Regions from separate parts of the Mus musculus genome. Here regions 1, 2, 3 and 5 are each linked to region 4. The links are chromatin contacts, called in public Hi-C and targeted proximity ligation maps. All regions are on one chromosome and are shown on one strand. The core of a region is the stretch at or near the end of the contact, and the rest is flanking DNA. Distances in the headings are between cores, read along the strand shown. Region 1 holds the start of Pfpl (pore forming protein-like). Region 2 overlaps Ms4a12 (membrane-spanning 4-domains, subfamily A, member 12). Region 3 overlaps 4930526L06Rik (RIKEN cDNA 4930526L06 gene). Region 4 holds the start of Mrpl16 (mitochondrial ribosomal protein L16). Region 5 overlaps Ms4a20 (membrane-spanning 4-domains, subfamily A, member 20).

The links. A called contact is a pair of places that touch in the nucleus more often than the background predicts.
Region 1: a contact with region 4 is called in a Hi-C map of liver, with 2.1 times the contacts expected there. A contact is called at or near these places in 10 of 39 promoter capture datasets (the 3T3-L1 cell line, 3T3-L1-derived adipocytes, the C10 cell line and 4 more), 5 of 484 Hi-C or Micro-C datasets (B cells, liver and pre-B cells) and 3 of 130 datasets of targeted methods (the SCID.adh cell line, bone marrow-derived macrophages and pro-B cells).
Region 2: a targeted proximity ligation map of bone marrow-derived macrophages shows a contact between it and region 4, with 6 times the contacts expected there. A contact is called at or near these places in 8 of 39 promoter capture datasets (the 3T3-L1 cell line, cranial neural crest, embryonic stem cells and 4 more), 3 of 130 datasets of targeted methods (bone marrow-derived macrophages, embryonic stem cells and large pre-B cells) and 1 of 9 other capture datasets (liver).
Region 3: a Hi-C map of B cells shows a contact between it and region 4, with 16 read pairs. A contact is called at or near these places in 7 of 39 promoter capture datasets (the 3T3-L1 cell line, cranial neural crest, embryonic stem cells and 3 more), 1 of 484 Hi-C or Micro-C datasets (B cells), 1 of 130 datasets of targeted methods (large pre-B cells) and 2 of 9 other capture datasets (embryonic stem cells and liver).
Region 5: a contact with region 4 is called in a targeted proximity ligation map of memory CD8 T cells, with 18 read pairs. A contact is called at or near these places in 4 of 39 promoter capture datasets (the 3T3-L1 cell line, 3T3-L1-derived adipocytes, embryonic stem cells and 1 more), 2 of 130 datasets of targeted methods (large pre-B cells and memory CD8 T cells) and 1 of 9 other capture datasets (embryonic stem cells).

Annotation. Positions count from the first base shown.
Region 1 is chr19:12,426,538-12,429,257 of GRCm38.p6, reverse strand. It overlaps Pfpl (pore forming protein-like), which reads right to left and starts at 1,353. Exons shown (of 2, transcript NM_019540.2): 1 at 1,210-1,353; 2 at 1-921. The coding sequence starts at 871.
Region 2 is chr19:11,225,097-11,227,796 of GRCm38.p6, reverse strand. Ms4a12 (membrane-spanning 4-domains, subfamily A, member 12) reads left to right here. Exons shown (of 7, transcript NM_001374133.1): 3 at 2,096-2,233. The region is part of intron 1 of 4930526L06Rik (RIKEN cDNA 4930526L06 gene); the gene reads right to left. Among named protein-coding and RNA genes, the nearest start is that of Ms4a12, 6.0 kb to the left of the region's middle.
Region 3 is chr19:11,242,978-11,245,677 of GRCm38.p6, reverse strand. All of the region lies in intron 1 of 4930526L06Rik (RIKEN cDNA 4930526L06 gene), which reads right to left. Among named protein-coding and RNA genes, the nearest start is that of Ms4a12, 12 kb to the right of the region's middle.
Region 4 is chr19:11,769,075-11,771,817 of GRCm38.p6, reverse strand. Mrpl16 (mitochondrial ribosomal protein L16) reads right to left here and starts at 1,403. Exons shown (of 4, transcript NM_025606.3): 1 at 1,294-1,403; 2 at 951-1,016. The coding sequence starts at 1,348.
Region 5 is chr19:11,106,632-11,109,331 of GRCm38.p6, reverse strand. All of the region lies in intron 4 of Ms4a20 (membrane-spanning 4-domains, subfamily A, member 20), which reads left to right. Among named protein-coding and RNA genes, the nearest start is that of Ms4a20, 23 kb to the left of the region's middle.

The sequences.
Region 1 (2,720 bases), core at 104-2,603, 660 kb before region 4:
TTTCGATGGTCATCCCTGGGTAGAAGGGAATTCCTCCAATACTCTGAACCCTAGAACCGGTTCTGTTTTGAAGATAGCCTGTGGCCAAGTTATTTTGATACTCAAAGCCTGTCTCTATTTTGAAGTTCACAACCTTTGCGAAAGTAAATCCAGCAGATGCAGCCACAGCAGCACGGTTTCCCTTATTGTTCTTAAGATAGGAGGACTTTACATGATCCTCCTGAACCAGTGTAGCCCCAGCATCCACACTAGTGATTATGTGTGTGCCATAGTTGAGGATCAAGAGTTCTGCCAGGTAGGTGGCCATCTTCGTCTGGTTTTTCTCTAGACGGTCACAGATTTCCATGAGCTCCTTCTTAAACCCCAAGTTGAGTTCTGCATTTGGGTTGGCTTTCACTGTGTAGACCAAATTTCTCACCTGAGCTCGTGTGGTTACAGCCTGGTCTCTCACTTGAGTGGTCTTTATCCTTTGGAACTCAGAAGAGAACTTGCCGTTGACTCTGGGACGATAATCGAGATTCAAGTTAATGGAAAAGGAAGTAGTGCTTCGGTAATTCTCCCAGGAATCCAGGATTTCTGAGTTCATCTCCAGGTTGCTCTCTTTCTGAGGAATAGTAAAGACATCATCAGGGATGATGTACTGTCCGTCTTCTGTGGTCTTACAGTTGTTGTATGTCAAGTCCATCACTTGCCCCATGTCCATATTCCTCAGATTATCCCAGCCTCCTCCAGGTAGCACTTCCAAAACAGGTAGATTCAGAGCATTCTGGCACTTTTGGAAACCATACTCATGGATCTCTTTAAGTGCCTTCTCCTCTTCAGCATATGCCACTGTGGTCCAGATAAGGACTGTGACAATGAAGCTGTTCATGGTGCAGGTAGTCCCAGACACACACCAGTCCTAAACATCCACCAGAGAGCCTGGGGCAAACAGAAAGATGGGAAAGAGAGTAGTTTCTTAAATAGAAAATTCAACAATTCTCTAAAACCATAAATTGCTCTTCAGCCCATGCTAACTGCAAAATAGACAAATGAGAATTGGTTGGAGTATCTAAGACCACTAGGAGAAGCAATAAATTATAGTGTACCGTATTCCTGACCATATACTCTCCACAAGTCATCCCCCTGTTTTCTTCACCCCAGCTGTTTACCCTGCAACAATGATGAGTTCTCAGAAAAAGCAAATCCCACATTTCACCCTTTTTCTACCTGAAGAGTCTGCTGTAGTGCTTTCTTCACTCTCTCAGGCTTGTTACAATCTTGGCTCACTGTTCTGTTCTCTTGTCAGTCTCCAGTGCCAGATTCTTTTGCCGAAAATGAAGACGCCGTCGCAGCGTCTCCCCTACTTGACACGCTTTTATCTTCACCAGACCCAAGGTATTTCTATCTTATGGACAAGCCTTAGATTTCTCATTGGCTTACTAAGGTTGGAGGCTGTCCTTACAGAAGAAAGGAAATGGAGCAGTACTCACACACATTTTATGATGTCTCATTGCTACTAAGTCCTCATGTCCTGGTGTGGAGATGATGTTATCTGGGGCTGAGATAAAGAATCAAGATAATTCTGTTAGTAGTGTGCTGAGACACCAGTCTGTCTTGTCCTAAGCATTCCATTTACAGAGTTTCTGTTGTTGTTGTTTTTTTTTAAAGATAGAAATAGAAGACAGAAGCCACTCTATTATCTCAATTTTAATTTATCAAAAACATAGTGACCAAGAGCACTGTGCACCAGGATGGTAAGTTGACCCTTAACAGGCATGTTCCTATTTTTCCCCTCCCACTAACCATTTCCTTTGGTCTCTTGCACTGAGTTACGTGTCCAAGCACCTATGCTTTCAGGCTGATCATTCAGGGTGAGTAAATGCCTGGGGTAACACACTAACCAAATTCTGGCCTCAAGCACAGAGAAGCAAGTCTTCCCCCCAAAAGGTGTGAATCTAGGATGTTAAAGGGCACTTTCACTTCCTTTAACAAGCCGGAAGCTATATCTGTTAACTACATACAAGCTTCTGATTCACGCGTAACGTTTATCCTGTACAGGCTTGAAACAAGACCAGATGTATTTCATCATCCAGCCAGGATGGTTACATGGGCCAGGATCATCCATCCCATTTTATGTGGTCTGCAGGAATCTAAGAGGCCCATCTGAAACCCAGCACACAAAGCAGGGAGCTAGGACTCCTGCAGTCTGTGGATTAAACTCCAATCTACAATATGGATGATGTGGCAGTGAGACAGTGATATTTTCTCTTCTCAATAGCTGAGTCCTAACCTCATGTTCTTGGACTTCCTGGTCCACTCCTTCCTCTAAGGGAGAGTTCTCCCACCAAGACTGTCTCTCTACTAAAAGAAGAACCCAGTGGGCTTGCAATTCCTTTTATTATGGAGGGTAGAAAAAGAAAGCCAATAGGAAATGCTTCTGTGTAGTCATATCAAAAACTAGAGAGCTGGAGAGATGGCTCAGAAGTTAAGAGCACTGAAAGCTCTTCCAGAGGTCTTGAGTTCAATCCCCAGCAACCACATGGGGGCTCACAACCATTTGTAATGAGATCTGGTGCCTTCTTCTGGCCTGCAGGCACACATGCAGGCAGAATGCTGTATTAAGTAATAAACAAATCTTTAAAAAAATGACTAGTTAGAAATGAAAGAAAAAAAGTTTAATAAATAAATAAATAAATAAATAACTTGACTAACTTCCAGAAGATGGAAGATTTCACACC
Region 2 (2,700 bases), core at 122-2,621, 540 kb after region 4:
GGGAAACTTATATCCACATTTTGTTCATGGATAACAATTGCAGGAACAAATCTGAAGTCAGATGTAGGAGTGTCCCATCTGAGATGTAACATTGGCTAAAAATGGGTCCATCACCTCTCAGAAGCTGTGTCTAAAGGATGATGTAATCTGTGGATGTACAAGAACTGTTCAAAGAGAAGGTTCATAGCTTTCACAAGGTTTAGTGCATCTCAACAATATATTATTGTTTTAGCATAATTCATGAAATTATTTTTCCTTTAATTCAATTTAAATTTATTTGGTACCTATTCATTGAGGAAATAAACACAGAAGTTTCTGTGGCTACAGTCTTCCTGGGTAGATAAAATATAATCGTAAACTTGGGACAAAATGATCTATGGAGATGTTTCTGAGCTTTGGACCAATATAGTAACTGTTGTTTCTCAGAAATCCATGTGTACTCTACAAAGAAAGTTTTGATAAGAGTTACAAAGCAAAAGATTTATCCCTTAGCATTGACAAAATACCTCTTACTTGGTATGATAACAGTTGCATACCAGCAATTAAAAAAAAAAACAACAAGGAATACTAGGATTGGAGAGACAGTGCTGTAGTTAAGAACATTCACTGCTCTTGCAGAAGACATTATCATTCTCAGAACCCACATGGTGGCTCATAACTGCATGTAACTCCAGTCTCAGGGTATCCAACCCTCAAGCCCTTTGGACATCCTTGAGCACCACCAGGCACACGTGTGATGCACAGACATTCATATCCACGCACAAAAAATAAAAAAATATTTTTTGAAATAAAAAAAATATGAAATAGAAAAGCAAGTAATGCCATGGGTTTTACATCTTAAAATGTGAAAAGAATCCACAAAGAATAAAAGCAAATCCATTTGACTAGTATATCAAGACAACTCTGAACGGGTGGAACCAAGCTGAGTCCTAAAGGACAGATTGTAAGTAAGTTTTGGAGATAGTCCGCTGTTATGCATTCTGGGAGTCTGCCCCTTTATAACTGTTTACCCTTGGGCACTTGATTACCTTCTTTTTGTTTTTCATTAGGAATTAGCTGGCTACCACTACTGTGGTGCTTAAAGAGTTAAACAATCAAACCATCCTAGTTCTTGTTCTTTTTTATTTACATCTTTTCTTTTCTTTTTTTTTTTTATTTTTACATTCCATATTTTATTCCTCTCCCAGTCCACCCTCCTAGACCGTTCTACATCCCATATCTCCTCCCTGCCCCCCTGTCTCCAAGAGGTTGTCCCCACCCCAGGTCCCTCCCTCCCTTCCCCCTTGTGGTTGCTTTCTTCTCCCTCCCAAGCAGGACTCGGGCATCCTCACTTGGGCGCTTCCCCTTATTGGCCTTTTTGAGTCCTGTGAACTGTATCTTGGCCACTTGATTTCTTATGGTTTTATGTCTCCATCTAGTTGGTGGAACAGTGACAGAGTGTTATCAGGCATGTGACTAATATTCTAGGAGTGACTTCATTTCCATCGATTCCTTTTCTCGTGACTAGCATTGCCTGGACAGAGAACTGTTTTACTTATACAAGACAGCCCCTGTCACCTCAGTCGCAGCAGTCTTTACAAACAAATGTACTCATGGGGATACCAGGAGATGCTGAAGTAGTCATACTTTCTAAAGACTTCTTTGTAGTTCATTCAGAAATCAAACAAAATTTATTAAAATGTTTATTATGTGTATACATGTGTATGTTTGTGTGTCTGTGTGTATCTGTGTGTGTGCGTGCGCGCACACTCACACGCGTGAGCATGAGTTCGTGCATGCATGCATGCATGCATACATACATGCACACATACATGGAGATCAGAGGGCAATTTGAAAGACTCAGTTCTTTCCAACATACGGGGTCTGAGTATCACACACTGGTCATCAGACTAGACAACATATGTCCTTACCCACGGAACCATCTCACTAGCTCCTCAAAGGTTTTACCTGAGGCCCTTCCTCCCCTGCTGTTTCAGTATACATCAAAATATTCACTGTTTAGGTGAATTCTCGTGGATCACATGGACAGTAAATAAACAGGAATAACTTTGGTTGTGACAGTTATTTTAAAATGCCCCTTGGCTTTCTTTTTTAGGGAGTCCAAATCACAATTGGATTGATGCACATCGGCTTTGGAGTTGTTCTCGGGTTGCTGAGCACCTCATACAATATGACTTGGGCGTTTTCCTCTGTTGCTTTTATTGGTGGATATCCATTCTGGGGTGGAGTCTTTGTGAGTAGATTGCTAGAACACCTCTCCCTGTGCAGGATGGGTGTCCCCAGGCTGTTCACAGCAAGGTTCTTGAAAAGTTCTGTGTCTAATGGCTAGAGGGTTTTTAGAAATAATGGCTCTGATTGAAGAAAGGGGGCCCATCACTCCCAATTCAGGCTTACCTCCACTGCAACTTAAACTCATCCCTAATGCAGAACCAGTGTGTTGGCTGGAGGGTCTTGAAAGGGATGATCGAACATGACAAAGATATACCATTGACAGGATGAGGCTGAAAATAAGATGAAGTTGAGCAGGAGGCTCAGTCGCACATACAAACTCGGAGTCATCTGTCACTGAGTTCTTTACATTCAAGAAAATGAGGGTGGGGAATTGGAGATGTATCCCCAAAAGTTAATCTAAAGAAAAAATACTGAGCTGTATGTGACGGAAACAAGCAAACATAACTGGACCACCCTCTTGTACAAAGA
Region 3 (2,700 bases), core at 3-2,502, 530 kb after region 4:
TGAGAGTCCCCCAGGATAGTGATATTTCCTTAGGAACGCCTGCATTTACCTGTCAGCAAAAGAACAATTTATAAATTTATAAACAATTTATAAAGGAGCAACGGAGGTCACCTAAGAAGGTAAAGCAAGGACTTGGAAATGTCTTAGTTACTTATCTGCTGCTATGATAAAACATCATAAACAAAGTAACTTATAAAAGAAGTAGTCTAAGTGGACTTATGATCCCAGAGAGAGTTTATGATGGTGGATTGAAGGAAGCTGGAGCAGCAGCTGACAGCTCACAACTCACCTACAAGCAGAAGGCAGAGAGCACAATGGGAGTGGCTAGGGTCTTTTGAAACTTCAAAGCCCTGACCCCAGTGACTTGGCCAAAGCCATGCCTCCTAATCCTTCCCAAAGAATTCCACTATGCCATATGCCAGTACTCAAACATATGAGTCTATGGTGGCCATTCTATTCAAACCAGCACAAGAAGCTGAGGAGAAAAAGCCTCAGGGGAAAAGGAAGAAGCAGAACACGGCTGCAGAGAAACTCTCTAGAATTAGAGCCGAGCAGAGGCCACTGGATCCGGGGTTAGGGGAAGCAACTTTGGGAAAGCATTAATAAGAAAAGACAGTACAGTTTGTGGAAAGTAATATGCTATGAAAAATTCACACTGAGAGCTGACTCTGCCTTTCAGATGTCTTTACTTTAAAGGAGAGTGATGGGCAATGGTTTGCATAAGAATCTGGGCAAGAAATTGCCCAGAAGGCTACCTCTTTTAGCAAAATAAGTGAAATGTATTGCCTGCTACCATGTAGTGCCATTCTAAGGGCAGAGACGAGATGTGAATAGCGTTGAGAGACTCCATTGGGTCTACAGAATTCAGATGTGTCAGTCTGCATCTTCTTGGCAGTGGTTAAAGCAAGGTATGTAATGCATACGTGGCACTAAAGATCAGTCATGTCACTCCTGGTTTGTTGATGTCCCACTGGCGTGTTGACAGTAGTGTGTGGCATTCACGGTGTGCTTGATCCTCAGCTTTGACAGGAATAATCACTATGGCTACACAGTCAAAATAAAATTTCAGGCTGTAGTATCAAGAACAAGGACACAGCTCCAGGGAGCAGCTGAGAGGTAAATGGGTACAAAAGGTTCAAAAGCTCTTGTCATGGACCAGCTCAGACAGGGAACAGCTCAGACATGACTCTTCAATAGCTCCCACAGTATGGGGCCACCCACAGCTAGCCAGAGAAGCTCTGCCCTCATCTTTGGAGGAAATGAAACTTGATAAAATTGGCTTTTTCATTTTACAGGAAACAGCTGCAATGAATCTCAGCATATGACAGGAAAAGTGTGTGTGTTGCAATATGTTAGAAAACTTTATTGAAACTTCTTCAACCAACCAACACAGAAATTCTTTTAAATAAATTCAATTCTTATGCTTGTCAAAAATAATAAGTAAAGCTCACTCTAGGATGTATTTATAGACCCTTCACCACAAAGAACTGCTAGAGAGTAATTTGAACATCTTTTTCTTAGATGCACTCACTATACCTGCATTAATTCCTTACTTTTTCTTACACTGTAACATGTTTAAATTTTTACTATATTGTAGGTGAAATTTTTCTATCTTAGAGTTAAGCAAAATAATGACATGTCTTAACAAACCTATATGAAAGGTTCAGTGAAGTATTTAGGTACATGACTAACACTTGAAAAAGTGCTAGAAAGGATATTTAAGTTATGATGTCAATGATAATAATAATAATAATAACTAAAGCCAGATATTCACTTTGGTGAAAGGCCATAGCAGAAAAACTTCCTAAGAGGAGATGTGCCATCTTCACCTCTTCTGCAGAGAACAATGCATTGCTGTGGGAAGTGAGAAGGGTGTTTGATGATGCAGGTCAGGGACACCCTTGTGTCTAATTCCTCACTTCTATTCTCTGATAGAAAGATAGGACAGGACTCCATTCCTTTCCTGCCAGTTCCAAGGAAGAATTTTAAAAAATGACTACCAGGACTCTGGGCTCTCATTCCTTTTGATAAGTGGGGCTTAGACCTGGAGAAGAATCGATGAGTGTGGGGGTTTCAGTGAGAATGACCCCCAAAGGCTTATATTTTGAATGTTTGATCCACCATTGATAGAACTGCTTGGAAAAATCAGGACGTATGGCCTTCTTGGAAGAGGTGTGCCACTGGAAACAAGCTTTTAGGTTTCAAAAGCCCACACCATTCCCAATTAGGTCTCATCCTCATTGTTGTGTCTCAAGATGTGAGCTGCTACTGCTCCAGTGCCATGCCTGCCTGCCTGCTGCCATGCTCTCTACCATGACGGCCACAGACTCACCCTCTGAAAGTTTAAGCCCCAATGAACTGTTGTGTTGGTCATGGTGTCTTGTCACAGAAATAAAAACATAACTAAGATAGGAAGAGAGTACAAGGAGGACATTCATGGCCAGGAGTGTGTGAAACAAAACTAAATTCTGCTTTAAACCAAGGATTGCTCCTATGCCATAGAGAGTCCAGGCCCTGCATCTTACAACAAGGTCAGTGCCCATGTATGTTCCAGGCTAACTGCCTCCCTGCCTCCCTGCAGACCCAATATGCTTTTCTGGTGAAGAGGCTAGATTGCAGGACTGTGCATTGCCCTGAAATCTTAGACACTGCTCTGTTGTTGTGAAGAGACACCATGATCAAAGCAACTCTTATAATGGA
Region 4 (2,743 bases), core at 154-2,653:
TGCTCCTCTAGATTGCAAAAATACCATTAAAACAAAACAAACAAACGAAAAAAAAAAAAACCTTCTGTTGTATTTTTCTTGGTAAACTTACAAAGTAGGATTTTTCTTGTCACTATCCTCTATATGACATCCTGGGGAAAACAACTGTGACTCAAAAAAAAAATTAAATATGAGAAAGAATGGCTCCATGATAGAATAAACAAAACAGGAAGCCTCAAAGGGCCATCAGATCATTAATGGAATAATAAAGTTGCTGTTCCAAGTTACAAAAACTACTCTCCCTTCACTGACTTCTATGGGCAGCTACTGTGAGACCTGGTAATACGTTCTTACATCTGCAAGTTAGTATGCACTTCTAAGCACACACAGCACCTTATTTATCAAAAATGTTAGGAGTGTTTTGTCTGCATGTATTAATGTGCAGAAGAGGATGTAGGAACCCCTGAAGCTGGAGTCCCAGATGGTTATGAACAATCTTGTGGGTTCTGAGAATTGAACCTGGGTTCTCTGCAAGAGCAACAAGTGTTATTAACTGCTGAGCCATTGCTCCAGCCCACACAGTAGTTTAACAGTTATGTGCCGAAGACCCTCAGATGTCTAGGCCATTTGCAGTTTTGGAGATTTTAGTACATTAAAAAGTTAGATGTACAGGACTGCAGAGCACCTGGCTACTATTGCTAAGTGTCTGCATATCTGTACTATTATTTAGAAGATAAAAAAATCTGATATATGCCCAGTTAGTGCTGACTGGGTAGATCATGGGCCACACATCAGTGGTAGGATGCCTGGGAACTAGCCCAATAGTTATCTGCTTTGCAACATCGAGGGACTTCGCTGCAGTTTGCCTTCCTTACATATATCTGTTGAATCACTCAACGGAGGGAGGAAGCACAAACACACCTTCGATGCCTTTTCTCAGAGAAAAATAAGTGGAAATGACAGGTACTCACTTTCAAAAGTTGGAACTGGGAGGAGCGTCTTCAGACCAGCACTGGTGGGAAGGGCTGCCCAAGAATCTACAATGACAAATCAAACCATTACTGTTACACTCTGATCACTCCTGACAGAGGTGTCTAGAAGCACGGGGGTACGAGTTCCACTAAATGGGCTTCCAAGGAAGCAACTAGGCTCACGGAGCACCGTCTCCCGCACATGACCAGGACCCAGGCCTCCGCATAGTGGAGGTGGAAGAAGTAAGGAAAGCGCAGGACCTATCGCAGTAAGCATAGACTTTGGAATGTGGGGAGGAAGATCGGGGAAATGCCTTTTTAAAAGATGAAACAGGTTTCTGACCTGAAAAGTGCATCCGCAGGAGCGGCGCGGGGACGCGCGTCAACAGCCTCCACATGGCCACGCGTGTGCTGCCGGGTCAGGTTTCTCTCAACTACAACAGTGGCTTTTCCCAGTTCAGAGCTTTGCCGGCCCGCGGACACAAGACAGGAAGTGACGTCATCCTGTCCCACCTTTTATAGAGTCCTGACGGAAGTAGAGGAAACTTCCAGCACCTGGTTCTGGAGCAGGTTATCTGCGGGTTAAAGGTCCCACAGGCCAAGCCACGCCCGAGGTGTTTCAAGTTTCCGCGAGGGTCTTCTCAGTTTTTTTCTGTTTAGTGACAGCTCTGGGTTTTCTCCTTGGTGTAGAAAGCTGCGAAAGCCCGAGGTTTTGTAAGAAGTTGTTCCCTTAACTTTCCGTACATTTATGTCTCTTCTCTAGGGACATAGAAAGATGCTATTGATTTGTCATTGGCTTATTTACTGTGCGCTTGCTGAGTTTGGTCTTGACAAATCTATCAAAAGAGCTGTAGCTGGAGTTTTCAAGGTAAAAGCACTGGCTTGGGCATTCCCAACCGGCTGGGTTCGATCACCTGTCCTTTTACTTTTATAATTAAAAAAAAAAAAGATTTATTTATTTATTATATATAAGTACACTGTAGCTGTCCTCAGACACACCAGAAGAGGGCATCAGATCTCATTACAGATGGTTGTGAGCTACCATGTGGTTTCTGGGATTTGAACTCAAAACCTCTGGAAGAGCAGTCAGTGCTCTTAACCGCTGAGCCATCTCTGCAGTCCCACCTGTCCTTAATATGCTAATTAAAAGAAAGTAACCTCGAAAAGCCATTAATTTAAGGTAGCTTCATTTGAAATAATAAATGATGGACTCCAATGACCATTCAAGATCATTTTCATGGCCCTGATATGAGCTTTAAGCTATTTATTTATTTATTTATTTATTTGAGACAAAATCTCTATGTAGTTCTGGCTGTTCTAGAACTCACTATGTAGATAGGCTGGCCTCGAACTCACAGAGATCTGTCTGCCTCAGCCTACACAGTGTGGGATTAAAGGCATGTACCACCACACCTGGCACCTTTAAGTTTAACTAGTGGACAAACTGGGGCATCGAGTGGGGAGTCCGCTAAAAAGTATGCATAATTAAGCAGTCCTGGTCTAGGCTGATCATTGCTTCAGTTTTGGTTTGGTATGGTGGTCATCTCAAGCTGGCATAGATTAACAGGATTAATTTGTTTCTATAAATGATCAGTTTGGTTTCAAGATTTAGCCTTGTCTTCACAGAAGAGGGGTAATGTTCTGTCTTCAAAGTTTTTCCTTTAAGAAATCCAAGAGAAGGAGCTGGAGGGATGGCTGGGTCGTTAAGGGGATTGGCTGCTCTAGTGAATGGACCACACCATAATTTAATAAGGAAGGGAAATGAAATAATGTATAATTATCCTTTTGGAAAT
Region 5 (2,700 bases), core at 127-2,626, 660 kb after region 4:
AGAAGAAGAAGGAGGAGGAGGAGGAGGAGGAGGAGGAGGAGGAGAAGGAGAAGGAGAAAGAAGGAGAAGGAGAAGAAGAAAAAGAAGAAGAAGAAGAAGAAGAAGAAGAAGGAAGAAGAAGAAGAAGAGAAGAAGAAGAAAAGAAGAAGAAGAAGAAGGAAGAAGAAGAAAAGAAGAAGAAGAAGAAGAAGAAGAAGAAGAAGAAGAAGAAGAAGAAGAAGAAGAAGAAGAAGAAGAAGAAGAAGAAGAGGAGGAGGAGGAGGAGAAGAAGAAGGAGGAGGAGGAGAAGGAGAAGTAGAAAGAAGGAGAAGGAGAAGAAGAAGAAAAAGAAGAAGAAGAAGAAGAAGAAGAAGAAGAAGAAGAAGAAGAAGAAAAGAAGAAGAAGAAGAAGAAGAAGAAGAAGAAGAAGAAGAAGAAGAAGAAGAAGAAGAAGAAGAAGAAGAAAAGAAGAAGAAGAAGAAAAGAAGAAGAAGAAGAAGAAGAAGAAGAAGAAGAAGAAGAAGAAGGAAGAAGAAGAAGAAGAAGAAGAAGAAGAAGAAGAAGAAGAAAGAAGAAGAAGAAGAAGAAGAAGAAGAAGAAGAAGAAGAAGAAGAAGAAAAGAAGAAGAAGAAGAAGAAGAAGAAGAAGAAGAAGAAGGAAGAAGGAAGAAGAAGAAGAAGAAGAAGAAGAAGAAGAAGAAGAAGAAGAAGAAGAAGAAGAAGAAGAAGAAGAAGAAGAAGAAGAAGAAGAAGAAAAGAAGAAGAAGAAGAAGAAGAAGAAGAAGAAGAAGAAGAAGAAGAAGAAGAAGAAGAAGAAGAAGAAGAAGAAGCAGCAGCAGCAATCAGAACACCCCAGTGGGGCACAGTGCCCTGCCCACTTCTGCTCGCCCATCATGGTTAGTCACAACTCTGGAAGCTCACATACATGGATTCTGGTTCTGAAGGTTCCCATGTTAGCTGTGCAACCCTGAGCAAAGTACTTTACTAACCTGAGCAAACACGGAGAACACTAGCAAGCTAAAAACTTCGTTCACACGCCTGTAAACCCAACACTTAGGAGGCAGTGGTAGGCAGATCTCTGTGGGTTTAAGGCCACTCTATTCTACAGACCACGTTCCAGAACAGCCAGAACTTCACGGAGAAAGTCTAAAACAAACTTTGCTCTCTCTTTCAGCTAAAGTTTTTTTTCCCCAAAGAGCAGAGGCCACTTTGCTGAGAAGAAGTTTGCCAACTATGATTGTGGGGAACCAGAGTCTGGTTTCCTTGCCTTTTTACCACCACCTAAGCAGTCACTGTTAACATCATGTTCCTTCCGAGTCTTTGTTCTAAGCTCGTAACCCCAAAGTATTGTGCAAGCATGTGTACACAGAGCTAAATATCTGGCGTTGCACTTCCAGAGCAGTAACTAACACAGTTGACCTCAAAACCTTGACAGTCCTCTTGAGATTTTGCTAGTTCCTGACTCAGTGCCAGCTCATATTCAGTTTCTGTTTCTGTGTGAAGGCTGGTTTTGTTGTGGCACAGCCATGGTAGCAGATAGAAGTAAATATGGCCCCTTGGCTGGTTTTCAAAAAATTCACCAAGCATGTTGCTTCTTTTTCCTGAAGCATGGTTGTGTATAGAGTCTAAGTGTCATTTCCAAGCCACAGTCTGCAGCCTTTGGTAAACCTAAACACCTCTGCCAGCCCCCTTCCTCTCCATACTACCTTAAGGAGCAAAGCCTACGTTTCTTTTCTATGCAAAGCCAGCCTGGTCCCTTCTCTGGAAGCAGCTGGCATCATTCCAGTGTTTTTATATTCACATAAGCTTACTACTTTTTATAAATATCTTCTTAGTGGAAGGAGTGAGTAAATATAATAGATGCCTGTTAGGATTTAGAGATGGTTTGGTTTGGTTTGGTTTGGTTTGGTTTGGTTTGGTTTGGTTTGGTTTGGTTTGGTTTGGTTTGGTTTGGCTTTTTGAGACAGGGTTTCTCTGTGTAGCTATGGCTGTCCTGAAATTCTCTTACAGACCAGGATGGCCTCGAACTCAGAGATCTGCCTGCCTCAGCCTCCCCAGTGCTGGGTTTAAAGATGTGCACTGGCACACCCGATAGGATTTAGATTCTTCATCCTTAGAAGAAGTGCTTCATTGGGCCAGCCATGGCCGCCCATGGATCGAACAGAGTGGGATTTCCTCCTGGTTTTCATAGCAGACGCTTAAAATTAAAACTAATTTCACTAAAACTTAAACTGACAAGGAAGGCACAAAGGAGATGACTTGGTGGTTTGTTAAAGCCCTTTGCTGAACTAACATGAGAGCAGAGTCCAGATATCTGAAACACATATAAAGGTCACCTGCCATTGCATCCTCAGAAGGCAGTGGATCCCCAAAACAAGCTGGATAGTAAGACTAACCAGATCAGTGGATTCTGGGCTTGACTGGGAGACTCTGCCTCAGTGAATAAGATGGACCTCAGGCCTTCTCATGCACACATTCATGCACAAGTACATGTATGTATACACACACACACACACACACATGCTTGTTTATGCGAGCATGAAAATGGGAGAAGAAATAAATGAATGAAGAAAGTCTTTAAAATAGGAAGAGAACTTCCTGCTACGCAACTTGAAATTCCTGTGTCCCTTTAAGTCCTTTGCTTTGATTTGCTGTTAAATCACTCCCTCTTCCCATGACCACAACTCATGGTTCAGCTCCTCCTCAATGAGACACCTTCCTT